Linked DNA regions of Macaca mulatta: regions 1 and 3 are each linked to region 2. Evidence: chromatin contacts called from public Hi-C data. All regions are on one chromosome and are shown on one strand. Each heading gives the region's core, a stretch centred on a gene start, on an enhancer-like site or on the middle of the called end of the contact. The rest is flanking DNA. Distances are from core to core; before and after follow the strand shown. Region 1 holds the start of ZNF527 (zinc finger protein 527). Region 2 holds the start of ZNF420 (zinc finger protein 420). Region 3 holds the start of ZNF568 (zinc finger protein 568).

Region 1 (4,362 bases), core at 308-2,807, 210 kb after region 2:
TGACTTACTAGGATCTTTTTTTTTTTTTTTTTTTTTTTTTTGAGACGGAGTCTCGCTCTGTCACCCAGGCTGGAGTGCAGTGGCCGGATCTCAGCTCACCGCAAGCTCCGCCTCCCGGGTTTACGCCATTCTCCTGCCTCCGCCTCCCGAGTAGCTGGGACTACAGGCGCCTGCCACCTCGCCCGGCTAAGTTTTTTGTATTTTTAGTAGAGACGGGGTTTCACTGTGTTAGCCAGGATGGTCTCGATCTCCTGACCTCGTGATCCGCCCGTCTCGGCCTCCCAAAGTGCTGGGATTACAGGCTTGAGCCACCGCGCCCGACTTACTAAGATCTTGACATGGATGCACCTTTCAGATCTTTCAGGGACTGGGGATGGGGAAGAATGCTGCTTTAGTCTGGAACTTTTTCACTCAGGGGCTCACATTCTTGTCCTGACTGTGGGCAGTTTTCTTAAAGCTGGGTCCTAGAGTTGTAGTGTGAAAAGATGGAAACAACAGCAGGAGGAACACCAGGGCTATCAGCTACCAAACTACTTACGGCTCTGGTGCAAACAAGCAACCTCAGACTAATGAAATCTAATCACCCTTCTGTGACTGGCATCACATTAGGTACAGGCAGAGATGGGGCATAAAAATGAGGATAACAGGCCTGGCGTGGTAGCTCACGCCTATGGTCCCCTCACTTTGGGAGGCCGAGGTGGGCGGATGGTTTGAGGCCAGGAGTTCCAGACCATCCTGGCCAACATGGAGAAACCCCTTTTCTATTAAAAATGCAAAAATTAGCCGGGTATGGTGGCGGGCGCCTGTAGTCCCAGCTACTGGGGAGGCTGAGGCACTAGAATCGCTTGAACCTGGGAGGCGGAGGTTGCAGTGAGCGAGCGCCAAGATAGCCTCAAAACAACAACAACAACAACAACAACAACAAAACCACAAACCCGGCCCATGGCAGGAGATGGGGGAGAAGGAACAGTGAGACCGGGAGACAGTCAGAGATACACACATCGGATCAGTGGTATCCTCACAGTAACAGAAACGGTCACCCCCAATGTCAGCCATAGTCTCTTTCATCCACAATCACTTTCACATTCAGCTACCCACAATCACGGGACGTGATTTAAAATACAGAAGCTCCCTGCACTGACAAAATCCGCCGCTCCTTTCGTGAGCAAGCATAAAGGTGTGCAGCAACAGTCACACACGAACCACCACACCCAAGCATTCAACCAATCAGCCCAGCGCGCAGCCTGGCCGCTCTTCCCTACACAGCAGCTCACGCTCACTTGAGCGCCTGGGACCTCACACAGCCCTCTCCGGTGCCAGCCCCCGCGGCGCAGGCGCGCAGAGGAGGGGGCCGCGGGGTTCTCTGGGAGGTGTAGTTCAACGATGACGGCCGTGGCGCAAAGCGTTCTGGGGCTCGTGGTTCGCGGGGTCCATGGGGAACGCGGTGTCGCTGGCAGATTTCGCAGAGCTCAGAGTCCTGCACGCCTCAGTCCTCGCCTCGCTCCTCCTCGCGGAGGATTCTGGGAGGTGACGTCGCGGGTCTTGGTCGCGGGGCCCGTTTGCAGAGCCCGCGGCGCCGGGAGGTGAGTGGGGCCGGGCCCCGAGCGAGAGCGGGAGGTCAAGGGCAGGCTCCGGGTGGACCGGACGCGCCAGGGATGGGAACCCGGTAGGAGTCGCTGGGGAGGCCGTGTGTGTTTCACTGTGTTACCAACTATGTGACAGGCTGCGGGTGTGACAGAATGTCATCTTGTGTCACTGTGTGTGTTTGTGCGCGTGCGCCCGGTTGTGTGTGACTGTAACCATTTGTGTCTGGGGGTGAAACTGTGAATATGTGCGTTTGTGTGTGACTGTCTCTGCAGGTGTAGCTGCAGGTGTGTTTATGAGAGGCTGCGGTGTGACATTGTGTGTGTAAATGCATGTGTGTGGTTATGTGACCACCTGTTTCTGCGAATACAACTGCGTTTGAATGTGTGTGACAGCAAGTGTGATTGTGCGACTATGACCATCTGCCTCTGTAGGTATAGTTTTGTATGGGTAATTGTGACAAGATGTGTGACTTGTGTGGTATGCTGCTATGTGTGCGATTGTGTGTGATTGTTTATCTCTGTTGGTGTAATTGTATGTGACCATCTATCTTTGTGCTTATGTGGCTGTGTATTGTGTGAGATTATGGGTGTGTTTGTGTGACTCTGTATATGTTTGTGATTGAGTGAGAGTTTGTGTGTGTATATGAGATTGTGGGATTGACTTAGGAAGCACAGGAATATTAAAATTGCCCAAGTTCACACAGTTAACAAGTGACAGCAACAGAACTCAAACCCAAGCAGTTTAGCTCTAGCGGTCTCTTTTTTTTTTTTTTTTTTCCTTTTTTCTTGAGATGGAGTCTCACTCTATTGCCCAGGCTGGAGTGCAATGGTGTGATCTCGGCTCACTGCAACCTCTGCCTCCCAGGTTCAAGTGATCCACCTGCCTCGGCCTCCCAAACTGCTGGGATTACAGGCGTAAGCCACCACGCCAGGTCTTTTGTTTTTTTTTTTCCCAAGGTAGGATCTTACTGTCACCCAGACTGGAATGCAATGGTGTGATCACAGCTCACTGCAGCCTTGACCTCCTGGGCTCAAGCAAACCACCTGCCTCAGCCTCCCAAGAAACTGGGACCATAGGCACGTGCCACCATGCCTGGCTAATTGTTTTTATTTTTATTTTTTGTAGAGACTTCATGCCATGTTGTCCAGGCTGGTCTGAAACTTGAGCTCAAGCAGTCCTCCCACCTTGGCCTCCCAAAGTGTTGAGATTATAGGCCTGAACCACTGTGTCCAGTCAAGTTCCCCCCTTTAATTACTAAATTCCCTTGTTCTTTCCCACATTGAGAGTGTGAAAAATGGTAGCCCTGGGTTTTGAGGGTTTTGGAAAAGATGGTCTGGTCTTGGAATAGGAACCTTCAGAACATGGGAACTTATATATGGGTCTCTTCCTTCTGTCCCCTTGTGAGTGACAGGACTCAGTCTAAAAACATTCTAGTGAGGCTATCCTCAGCTGCTTCTGGGGGAGGGAAGCCTAATCTGAAAGCCCAGTCTTCCTCTCCTTAGGTTATTGAGTTTGAGATTTTAGCTTTATCCTTCTCAAAACTCTTCCATATTTGGTGCTGAGAGTCTGGACCCATGGCTCTTTTTCTGATGTACCAAGTGTGCTGAGTTTTTTATTTTGACCTTCTCAGTTGATAAAGAAAAATATTATTTCATTTCCAAATGTGTGTAGAATCCAAGCAGGAACAAGGGTGGCACCTTTCTGCCCTAGGTGTTCATTCATGCAATCTTCACAGTGGAAAAGAAAGTTTCTGAGAGATGGATTAACTTGCCTGAGGTCATGTAGCCAATGAGGGAAGGAGTGGAAAGTCAACCTGGGTCTGGGTGCTACATAAAAACAAAGTTGTTTTTTTTTCCATCATACCTTCTTTTTGGAGACTAATGGCTCATTCCAAACTTTTATATTGCCCAGGCTGGGCATGGTGGCTCACGTCTGTAATCCCAGCACTTTGGGAAGCCGAGGTGGGCGGATCACTAGGTCAGGAGTTTGAGTCCAGCCTGGCCAACATGGAGAAACCCCATATCTACTAAAAATACAAAAATTAGCTGGGCGTGGTGGCACGCACCTGTAATCCCAGCTACTTGGGAGGCTGAGGCAGGAAAATCACTTGAACCCGGGAGGTGGAAGCTGCAGTGAGCTGAGATCACACCACTGCATTCCAGCCTGGGCAACAAGAGTGACACTCCATCTCAAAAAACAAACAAACAAACAAAAAACATATTGATTGATTGATTGATTGATTGCCCAAGAGATACACAGCTATCAGAACAAAACAAACAAACTGAAGTTTCTTTTATGCAGGCGCTACTTAAGGCTTCTGCTCCCAGATTCTAAGAAGACTACATTGATTCTCTTCTCAGGTTGCAAAAGCTTTTTTTTTTTTTTTTGAGAATCCCACAGTGCTGAGATTACAGGCCTGAGCCGCCGCGCCCTGCTGCAGAAGCTTGTATGGACAATTTCAAGCTGCATTACACTAAGGAAATAACTGCTAGGGACTGAGTTGTCTAGTGCAAAGTAGTCCAGAATTAGGGGGTGAAATTAGGGGGTGATGTATACTGAATTCTAGGTCAACCACAATTGTCCCTCCCTCCCTCCCTCCCTCCCTCCCTCCCTCCCTCCCTCCCTCCCTTCCTTCCTTCCTTCCTTCCTTCCTTCCTTCCTTCCTTCCTCTTTCTTTCTCTCTTTCTTTCTCTCTTTCTTTCTCTCTTTCTTTCTTTTTGAGACAGAGTCTTGCTCTGTGCTGTAGGCTAGAGTGCAATGGTGCAATCTCGGCTC
Region 2 (4,370 bases), core at 676-3,175:
AGTCCCGGTATGTGATGTTCCCTACCCTGTGTCCAAGTGTTCTCATTGTTCAACTATGAGTGAGAATATGCAGTGTTTGGTATTCTGTCCTTGCAATAGTTTGCTCAGAATGATGGTTTCCAGCTTCATCCATGTCCTTATAAAGGACATGAACTCATCCTTTTTTATGGCTGCATAGTATTCCATGGTTCATATGTGCCACATTTTCTTAATCCAGTCTATCATTGATGGACATCTGGGTCGGTTCCAAGTCTTTGCTATTGTGAATAGTGCCGCAATAAACATACGTCTGCATGTGAATCGGACATAATTCTTGCCCGACTTTGACCCACTATATCTCAGTGCAATATAATTATCTGTATTTCACATAGCTATGCCTGATCACACACACAGGTTCATTCACTCAAGAATTCTGGTCCCCAAATTTGCTATTCCAGTCACATTACCAGGAAGAGATCAATGTATTTGATATATGGTCTTGAAAGACCAACTTTTATTAATGTTTTTCCCTCTGAAGGAGTGGTGAAATTATACTCTATCTTCTCTGTGCTGGAAGTTCACAAGTTTTTGATTATTCAAAAATCGTAAAAGGTCAAGAGGTCTTGAAGTAAGTAAAAATAAGTTCAGGTTTACCAACAAACTCTACAGCCTTAAGTTACTTTCTGCCAATCAAGGTTTTCTCATCAGAAAATGAAGTGTTTGACCTAGAATTTGGGAAATCTGACTAGTGCTGTACTGTCCTAAAATTCACTCTTCTTATGTATAACATAATTTTATTGTTTTATTAGTTGATGGCCTCTCAACCTTACCCAGTAATAGCAGAAACTTTACCCTCTAATTAGAAAATAATGGATATCTACTTTTGGCCTACTGTGGCAGAGGAAAAGGCAGTTTACCCTAGGACTGGTTTTGCAATAATCTTTCTAAAAACAAAGAAAAAACTACGTTAATTTTGGATTCTTCCCCATAACACATATATTTGATCCAATAGAAAAATCATGTCTAAATCACTTGTCAGATAAATTGATTATCTTTTCCAGATTACATTACTACTTAAGGAAGAAATAACCTGGCCATAGTATTTTCATTGGCACACGCGATCACACACAGCTCATTTGCTTTTGGCACCCTTACAGACACTGAAATACAAGCACAAGGAAAGCACGTTTATATAACACAAATCACCAGTCAATTACGGACACACACAAAAAAGCAGATATACATGCAGATACCCTTCATAAGCAAACCATGGTAGAGAGCTGTGTAGAATCATCTTACTGTCAGACGATTCTACACAGTGATAAAATCCCATTACTACGCAGCTTAAAGTACAAATCACCTCACACCCCACAGCAGGAAGAATCACACACAGGCAGAAACAACCATACACACCCGGTCACGGAAAGACTCTCGGTCCACCCGGCATCTCCCATTGTCACACACACGCACACACACCCCAAGGGCCTGGCAGGGCACACAGACGATCCTCTGCAAATCCGAGGTTCTGGCGGGTCCCCGCACCGGCCCCGGCTCCTGCCTCGCACCTGCCTGGACGGCCGGTCCCACCCTCTCTCCTGCCAGGGGTAGACCCCGGAACCACTCAGAGCTCGCTCTGGCAGGCCCTGAGCGCCTAACGCCTGCGCACCAAACGTGGGCGGGCGGGCACTCCCAGAAACCTCTGGGGCGCGGCAGGCCGAGTCCACTAGCCCGCGAGAGGTGAGCCGCCCGGGCCTCCTCACGTCCTGGCCGGCCAGCCAGGCGCTGGACTACATTTCCCAGGGGCACCGTGTCCAGAGTGCCGGACTACATTTCCCAGAGGCACCGTGTCCGGAGCGCTGGACTACATTTCCCAGAGGCACCGTGTCCAGAGCACTGGACTACATTTCCCAGAGGCACTGCGTCCGGAGCGCGGCTTCATTTCCGTTAGTTTGCGAGATTTGGAGGCCTCGCGTGGGGAGAGGGCCGCGTCTGTGGAGGAGCTTGGCTCCGCACCTGCTGGGCTGGCGAACCCGAAATCGGGCTTGGAACCCGGGCGCCAGATCTTGGACCCTAACTGCATCTCTGTCAAGGTAGGAGTGTCCGGGGTGTCAGAGCGGACATGCGCGGAGAAAGCGTCGCTGGGGTTACTCGTGTGGCCGTGTCTCCGGTTTTGTGTGCAGGCTACAGCCTACCTGGTATTGGCGACTGCCTGTGCATACACTGGACGTGTGTGGCTGTGGTTTTGTGTATGAACATTTGTGTGACTGTGAGTTGTTTGTGACTCTGAGGGTGTTTGTGACTGCTTACCTGGCTGGGATATACTTACGTGACTGTGATTGTGTGTGTGCCGCGTGTATAATTGGAGTTTGCCTGTGACTATGAAGTGTGTGACAGTTGTGACAAGAGTGTTTGGATGTGCTTGTGTCACTTTGAGTTTGTGTATAAACCTGATATCGTGTGACGGATTTGCCAGTTAAGGTGTGTGACAGTGTTGCTGTGACACGGTGTTTGTGACCGCGTGTTTCCCTGATCTGGTACTTGGTTGGGTGACTGATTGTGTGTGACTGTGGGGTTGTGTGTGCTGTTTTCCTGACTGTGTAAAGAGACTAAAATTGCAGCTTTGAAAGGTTGTTTTTGGCGGTGTCTCTGACAAGGTGCTTGGATGTAATTATATGCCTTGACTTAAAGGGATTTTGTTTGACACGAGGTGGTCTAACAATGTAGCATAATTGGGTGATTGTGCCTCTAGCTGTGTAACTGTGGAAATGTGATTATGTGTGACTTTATGTGGCCATTTGTATAGTCTGTGACCTTATGGGGGTTTAGTTCAGTACAGAAGTAAATTTCTTTTTGGTATTTCTGGGGTTCATTTGGGGCTGAGGTCGGCCTATGGATTATGAGTCCCATGTGGCTGTGCTCCTCCCATGTGGCTCTGAGGACTTAAGGACTTTTTGTTTTGACCACAGTGGTTGCCCTTTCATACATAGCTTGTATTGCTTTATTTCTGTATCCATCCTCGGTTCACCTTGGGAAATGTAGTTATGGGTTCACGACTTCTTCCCTGCGTCCTCTTGCCTTATAGCCTTAAGGGGATTGGATGCAAGGAAGTGGCAAGAAATAAGGAAGTCAGACATTTGGACACCTGAGTGAAGAACAGGAGTTATTTGCGAGCCACAGACCTGGTCTTGGGATGAGAATTTTAGGGCTGATAATACCTTCAAGACAGCCACTGGATGCTGGGCGTGGTGGCTCACATCTGTAATCCCAGCACTTTGGGAGGCGGAGGCGGGTGGATCACCTGAGGTCGGGAGTTCGAGACCAGCCTGACCAACATGGTGAAACCCTGTCTCTACTAAAAATACAAAATTAGCCGGGTGTGGTGGCGCATGCCCGTAATCCCAGCTACTTAGGAGGCTGAGGCAGGAGAATTGCTTAAACCCGGGAGGTGGAGGTCGCAGTGAGCCAAGATCATGTCACTGCACTCCAGCCTGGACAACAAGAGCAAAACTCAGTCTCAAAAATATATATATAAATAAATAAAAAGACCACTGGAAATGTAATGGGATTCCAGGCGTGGGAAAAGTTTCAGAGGGAGTGCTTTAGGAGACAGCAACCCAGTTCTGAACCTGAAGCACTCCACTGCAGGGCTGTCTCCAGTGTACAGCTTTGAATCCAGAAATAAATTCAAGCCCAAGACAGCTGTGACCTGGCCCTTCTTTCTGATACAGAAGGTAGAAGGACCTGTTCTAGTGTCCTCCTGACTTTTCTTTATGTTAAATGAGATTGAGGATGGAGGAAGAGGATATGTTATAATTTAGCATATTCCCCAAGAAAGGCATAATATCTCATTCCATTTTTCTTTTTCTGAGAGTAGAGCCCAGAGGAGAAAGAATGGCTGTTTCAGTAGCAATGTCCAAGGTGAGTATTTCCTCTTTGTTTCCTGAAATACATTTGTTATTACAGGACATAGACATCTTTGTTTTCTTTTTGAAATTTCCTGCCTTCTCACATGATAGAGGGGCAAGGCAATTTTTGGTAGATTGAGAGCAAAGAAAATGTGCCATTAATTGGGATAGATACATCTCAATAGTGGTTAAGTTTAGGAAGAATGGATTCGAGACTCATGGATTTAAAAAGGGGAAGAGGGAAATAGCTCCATTGTGTTATTTGAAAAGGGAAAGAGCTCTATTGTGTTATTTCTGATACAGCACCATTTTGGTTTTTTAACTTTTTATGGAAAGTTTCAAATGTACATAAAAGTATAATGAATATTCCTAGCTTAAAAACGACCATGGCCTGGTGCGGTGGCTCATGCCTGTAATCCCAGTACTTTGGGAGGCCGAGGAGGATGGAATGAGGTTAGGAGATCGAAACCATCCTGGCTAACAAGG
Region 3 (4,004 bases), core at 1,154-3,653, 170 kb before region 2:
ATCCTGCTGGCATCTCGAACTTCCCAACCTCCAGAACTGTGGGAAATAATTTTCCGTTATTTACAAATTACTTAGTCTCAGGTATTTTGCTATAGAAGTACTAAGGGACTAAGACACTTCAGTTCCTGAAATAGCACCAGAGTAATAAATGTGAAAGATGTCTTTATTGTTCATAACCAATCCCTTTCAACCACAAGGGAGTTAATGAGGTGATGTTGGGAAAGCCCCTACATAACCACAGGATAGGGCAACCAAACATGTGATGAGAAGGTTGGAAAGTTCTGCCCTACCCGGTGACTTCTGGGGAAAGGAAAAGGGTTGAAGGTTGAACTCATCACCAATCGCTGCTGATTTAGTTAATCATGCCTACGTAATGAAGCCTCCATAAAAACACAAAGGGCTCTGTTCAAACAGCTTATTTCCCAGACCTCCCACAGGCATTTAATTTTTTCTGTTCTTTAGGAGACATTGGTGGGGTAAACATACAAAAATGTGATTGCCTCATTCAACCAAGAGTCTTAGCCACAATTAAAAGATATTCAGACGGAGCTGCACAGGAATGTGATGTTGGAGAACTAGAGCAACAGAGCCACATTAGGTATAGATCGCTTCCCTGTATAGTCCAAATTTTGTTGTTTTTGTTTTTTGGGTCTTTGTTTGTTTTGTTTTAAGGAGTGGAGAGTTTAATAGGCAAGAAGGAAGGGAGAAGACAGTAGGAAGAAGTTCCCCCATACAGAGATGGGGTGTGGGGGTGGGAGGGGCTGCAAATCTCAGTTCACAGCAACCTCTGTCTCCCAGGTTCAAGCCATTCTCCTGCGTCAGCCTCCCTAGCAGCTGGGATTACAGGCACACACCACCATGTCTGGCTAATTTTGTATTTTTAGTAGAGATGGGATTTCGTCATATTAGCCAGGCTGGTCTTGAACTCCTGGCCTCAAGTGATCCACCCGCCTCGGTTTCCCAAAGTGCTGGGATTACAGGAATGAGCCACTGCACTCATGCTTTTCTTTCTTTCTTTCTTTCTTTCTTTCTTTCTTTCTTTCTTTCTTTCTTTCTTTCTTTCTTTCTTTCTTTCTTTCTTTCTTTCTTTCTTTCCTTTCTTTCTTTCTTTCTTTCTTTTTCTTTTTCTTTTTTTTTTGTAGAGAGTATGCTGTTCAGGCTGGTCTCAAACTGCTGGGCTCAAGTGATCCTCCTGCCTCAGCCTTCCAAAGTGCTTGGGATCACTAGGCATGAACCACCATGCCCAGCCTTTCCTGCCATTGTTAAAAGCTTCAGGATTAGATTTTACGTCAGCATTTCCTGTTGTCATATACTTCCCGCCATCATATTTCAGCAACCTCTGCCACCTCCCAAAGTTTCTAGCTTAAAGAGTTATTGATTTCCTCCTAGTTCCCCTTTCTGTCAGTTTTTTAATTTTATATTTGTTTTCAAATAAGTCATCACATTGATTTTAAAAATTTAAACAAGATTATAGTGAAAAAAGGAAGTTTCCCTTTCACAATTTATCTTCCCCATATGCATAATGACGGGTTTTTTTTTAAAAACTACTTTGAGTACTCATACTGATTTTGTTTTCTAGTTCAAAAGAAATGTCTGAATGTTAAATGTTTACATAAAAATGCTATTTTATTATATCAATAATGGAGCTTCCCCCCTTTGAAATTGCTGCTCCAGGAAGATACAAACTTATCACAATTTAAAGAGAAAATGAGACTTGGAGGTTCAGATTCCTCCACAGTCACAGTATCAGCTACCCATGCAGTGACCCACATTTAGGTGATTACACACATTCACACACAGATCCATACACGATCTTGCCCCCAGCCTCCACACACTCCATATGACCTCCCCACCCGCAAAGGTGCACACATCTTGACCTCACCTTTCTCACACATGCACCAATCTTACTGGCACGCGGTTTCTTTCACTCAACTACCCAGACACCCCTCATCTCACCAGCACAAGCAGTCCCACCGCAGTCTTACACACACTCGAGCCTTCCTTTGCCCAGTCTCGCATGCGTGACTGGGATCGCAGATTTGTCCCCTTCCGACTCCCCATCCTGATTCGGTCTCAGACGCTCAGGTCCCATATTGGAGTGCACTCTCCCGGCTCCTCCACACGCTACGCAGCTGCCCGCCTCAAGAGCGTCTGCGTGCTTCCAGCATTAAGTGGAATTCCGAGCAGCCTCCGGGGCACAGTTAGTCTAGTCACTGCGGCCAGACTCCCGCCTCAGGACCCAGAGGACGCAGCCCACTTACTTTGGCTGGGCCCATCCAGTCTCCGGCGAGGCTTGGACTACGTTTCCCAGGAGACCTTGCGGTCCAGTATGTCTCCCGGGGAGGGGCGGAAGCCCGGGAGCCGCCCTCTGAGGCTGGGCGGGGTGAAAGAAAACTTGCTCCAGAGGAGTTAAACAGGCAAGAAGGACTTGGTTGAAGACTGTTGCAATAGTCAACTTCCAATACAACAGCAGCTGGAGATTTATAACTAACGGGCTGGGTGAAGGAATTAAAGCATGGTAAATTACTAAGAGGAACTCAAGTATCAAGGGTGGGGGGATTGTTGCTAAACTGGCTTAGCTGGATTCTTGCTGAAGTGGGGTTCGCAGGCTATGGAGGAGGTCTGGCCAAACAAAAAGGGCTCAGAGGAGCCTGACTAAAGCTTGGTCTAGGGAGTCCTTGTCAGGTGAGACTCCCGGAAGGCTCCGATGGGCAGCTCACCCCAAATATTTAGTTTTGTTGGTGCCAGATTCCGCGCCACAGGAATCGGGATGGCTGGGCTGTAGCTTTCGGCAACCTGTCGCTTTCTGGACTACACTTCCCAGAAGCCTCTAGGCTCAGGGCTCTCTCCCGCGATAACTAGATAGTCTCTTGAGGAGTGGGCGGGATCTTCCCGCGGGTTTGGGCTGGCGGCCTTGGGGCTTTGTGAGATAGCTGGGGTCGGCTTGTTTGGATTCTAGTGGAGTGGAGCTGACCCTACCCGAACACGCGTAAGTGAGGCTGCTCGGAGCCTGGGGCGAGAGGAACTCCCGACCTGTGTGGGCTGCGTAGGGAGCAGGCTAAGGAGCGATTGTGAAGAGTGTGTACGGTTGTGACTGGGGGTGTCTCTATGGTGGGCGTGTATCTGTGCGACCGTGTATGGAACTGTGAGGGCGGGGAGGACTTTTTGTTTCTGTTTGTGCGGGTGTCAGTGGAGTTTAATTGTGACCGGGTTGGACACTGTGTTTGCGAGTGTGAGGTTCCTGGACCGCGGTTGTGACTGTGTGTCCCCTTGGCGTGTGTGTGTGTTTGTTACCATTTGCGGAACTGTGTGTAGTATGCCTTGTGAGGTTTGTGGCTGCTTCCGTGTGTGTGTGCGCGCGCGCGTGTTGGTGATATTGTTGATGTAGGGTGCGTGTGACTTTGTTGTCATTGCGACCCCAAGGTGTATGTCGCTGGGATTTTGAGTGAGAGATGTCCACGGACTCTGCAGTTGTGTCCGTGTCTGCCCCCGTGGTGTGTGTGAGTGTGTGATTGTGTGACCATGTGCAGCCTGTTGTGTTTAGGTTTGGGGTGCCTGTGACGTTTATGTCCCCATGATGTGAGTGAGTGAGTTTGTGTGACTATGTGTCTATATAGCCAATGTAGGTATGGGGAGTCTCTGTCTTTGTGACTTCAGCCACTGGAGACCTCTGTGAGCTCAGAAACAGATTCTGCCCAGAACGGCATTGACCCTGCCCGGATTGAGCAGGATGTCCTAGACTTCTTTGACTTTACTCTGTAGGTGGTGGGCAGTAGGGTAGCCAAGATAACTTCTGACATAGTCAAACCGGATCTCTCTCAGAAGAACCTGATGTTTCCTGACTCCTTTCTCCTTCCTCAGCTCTGCCCTGCTTGGATAGAGACCTCCGGAGAGGAGTAAAGAATGACTGTTGAACATCCTCAAGGCACCTGCAAGGTAGCTTGTCCTTTCCTCTTGTTTCCTGAAATCCCTTTTTCTTTGTCAGGACATAGTTGCTTTCCTTC

The links. Hi-C and Micro-C count contacts between places; a contact is called where the count stands out from the background.
Region 1: a contact with region 2 is called in a Hi-C map of cortical neurons, with 2.5 times the contacts expected there. The contact joins the promoter of ZNF527 here to the promoter of ZNF420 in region 2. A contact is called at or near these places in 2 of 14 Hi-C or Micro-C datasets (cortical neurons and liver).
Region 3: a contact with region 2 is called in a Hi-C map of fetal cortex germinal zone, with 1.8 times the contacts expected there. The contact joins the promoter of ZNF568 here to the promoter of ZNF420 in region 2. A contact is called at or near these places in 3 of 14 Hi-C or Micro-C datasets (CD4 T cells, cortical neurons and fetal cortex germinal zone).

Annotation. Positions count from the first base shown.
Region 1 is chr19:48,446,720-48,451,081 of T2T-MMU8v2.0, forward strand. It overlaps ZNF527 (zinc finger protein 527), which reads left to right and starts at 1,558. Exons shown (of 6, transcript XR_013410549.1): 1 at 1,558-1,583.
Region 2 is chr19:48,236,684-48,241,053 of T2T-MMU8v2.0, forward strand. ZNF420 (zinc finger protein 420) reads left to right here and starts at 1,926. Exons shown (of 7, transcript XM_077982477.1): 1 at 1,926-2,069; 2 at 3,854-3,897. The region is part of intron 1 of ZNF875 (zinc finger protein 875); the gene reads left to right. LOC144337456 (a long non-coding RNA gene) reads right to left here and starts at 1,600. Exons shown (of 4, transcript XR_013410619.1): 1 at 1,545-1,600.
Region 3 is chr19:48,063,029-48,067,032 of T2T-MMU8v2.0, forward strand. ZNF568 (zinc finger protein 568) reads left to right here and starts at 2,404. Exons shown (of 11, transcript XM_077982520.1): 1 at 2,404-2,518; 2 at 3,862-3,936. All of the region lies in intron 1 of ZNF875 (zinc finger protein 875), which reads left to right. It also overlaps a transcript of ZNF790 not described here and a transcript of ZNF345 not described here.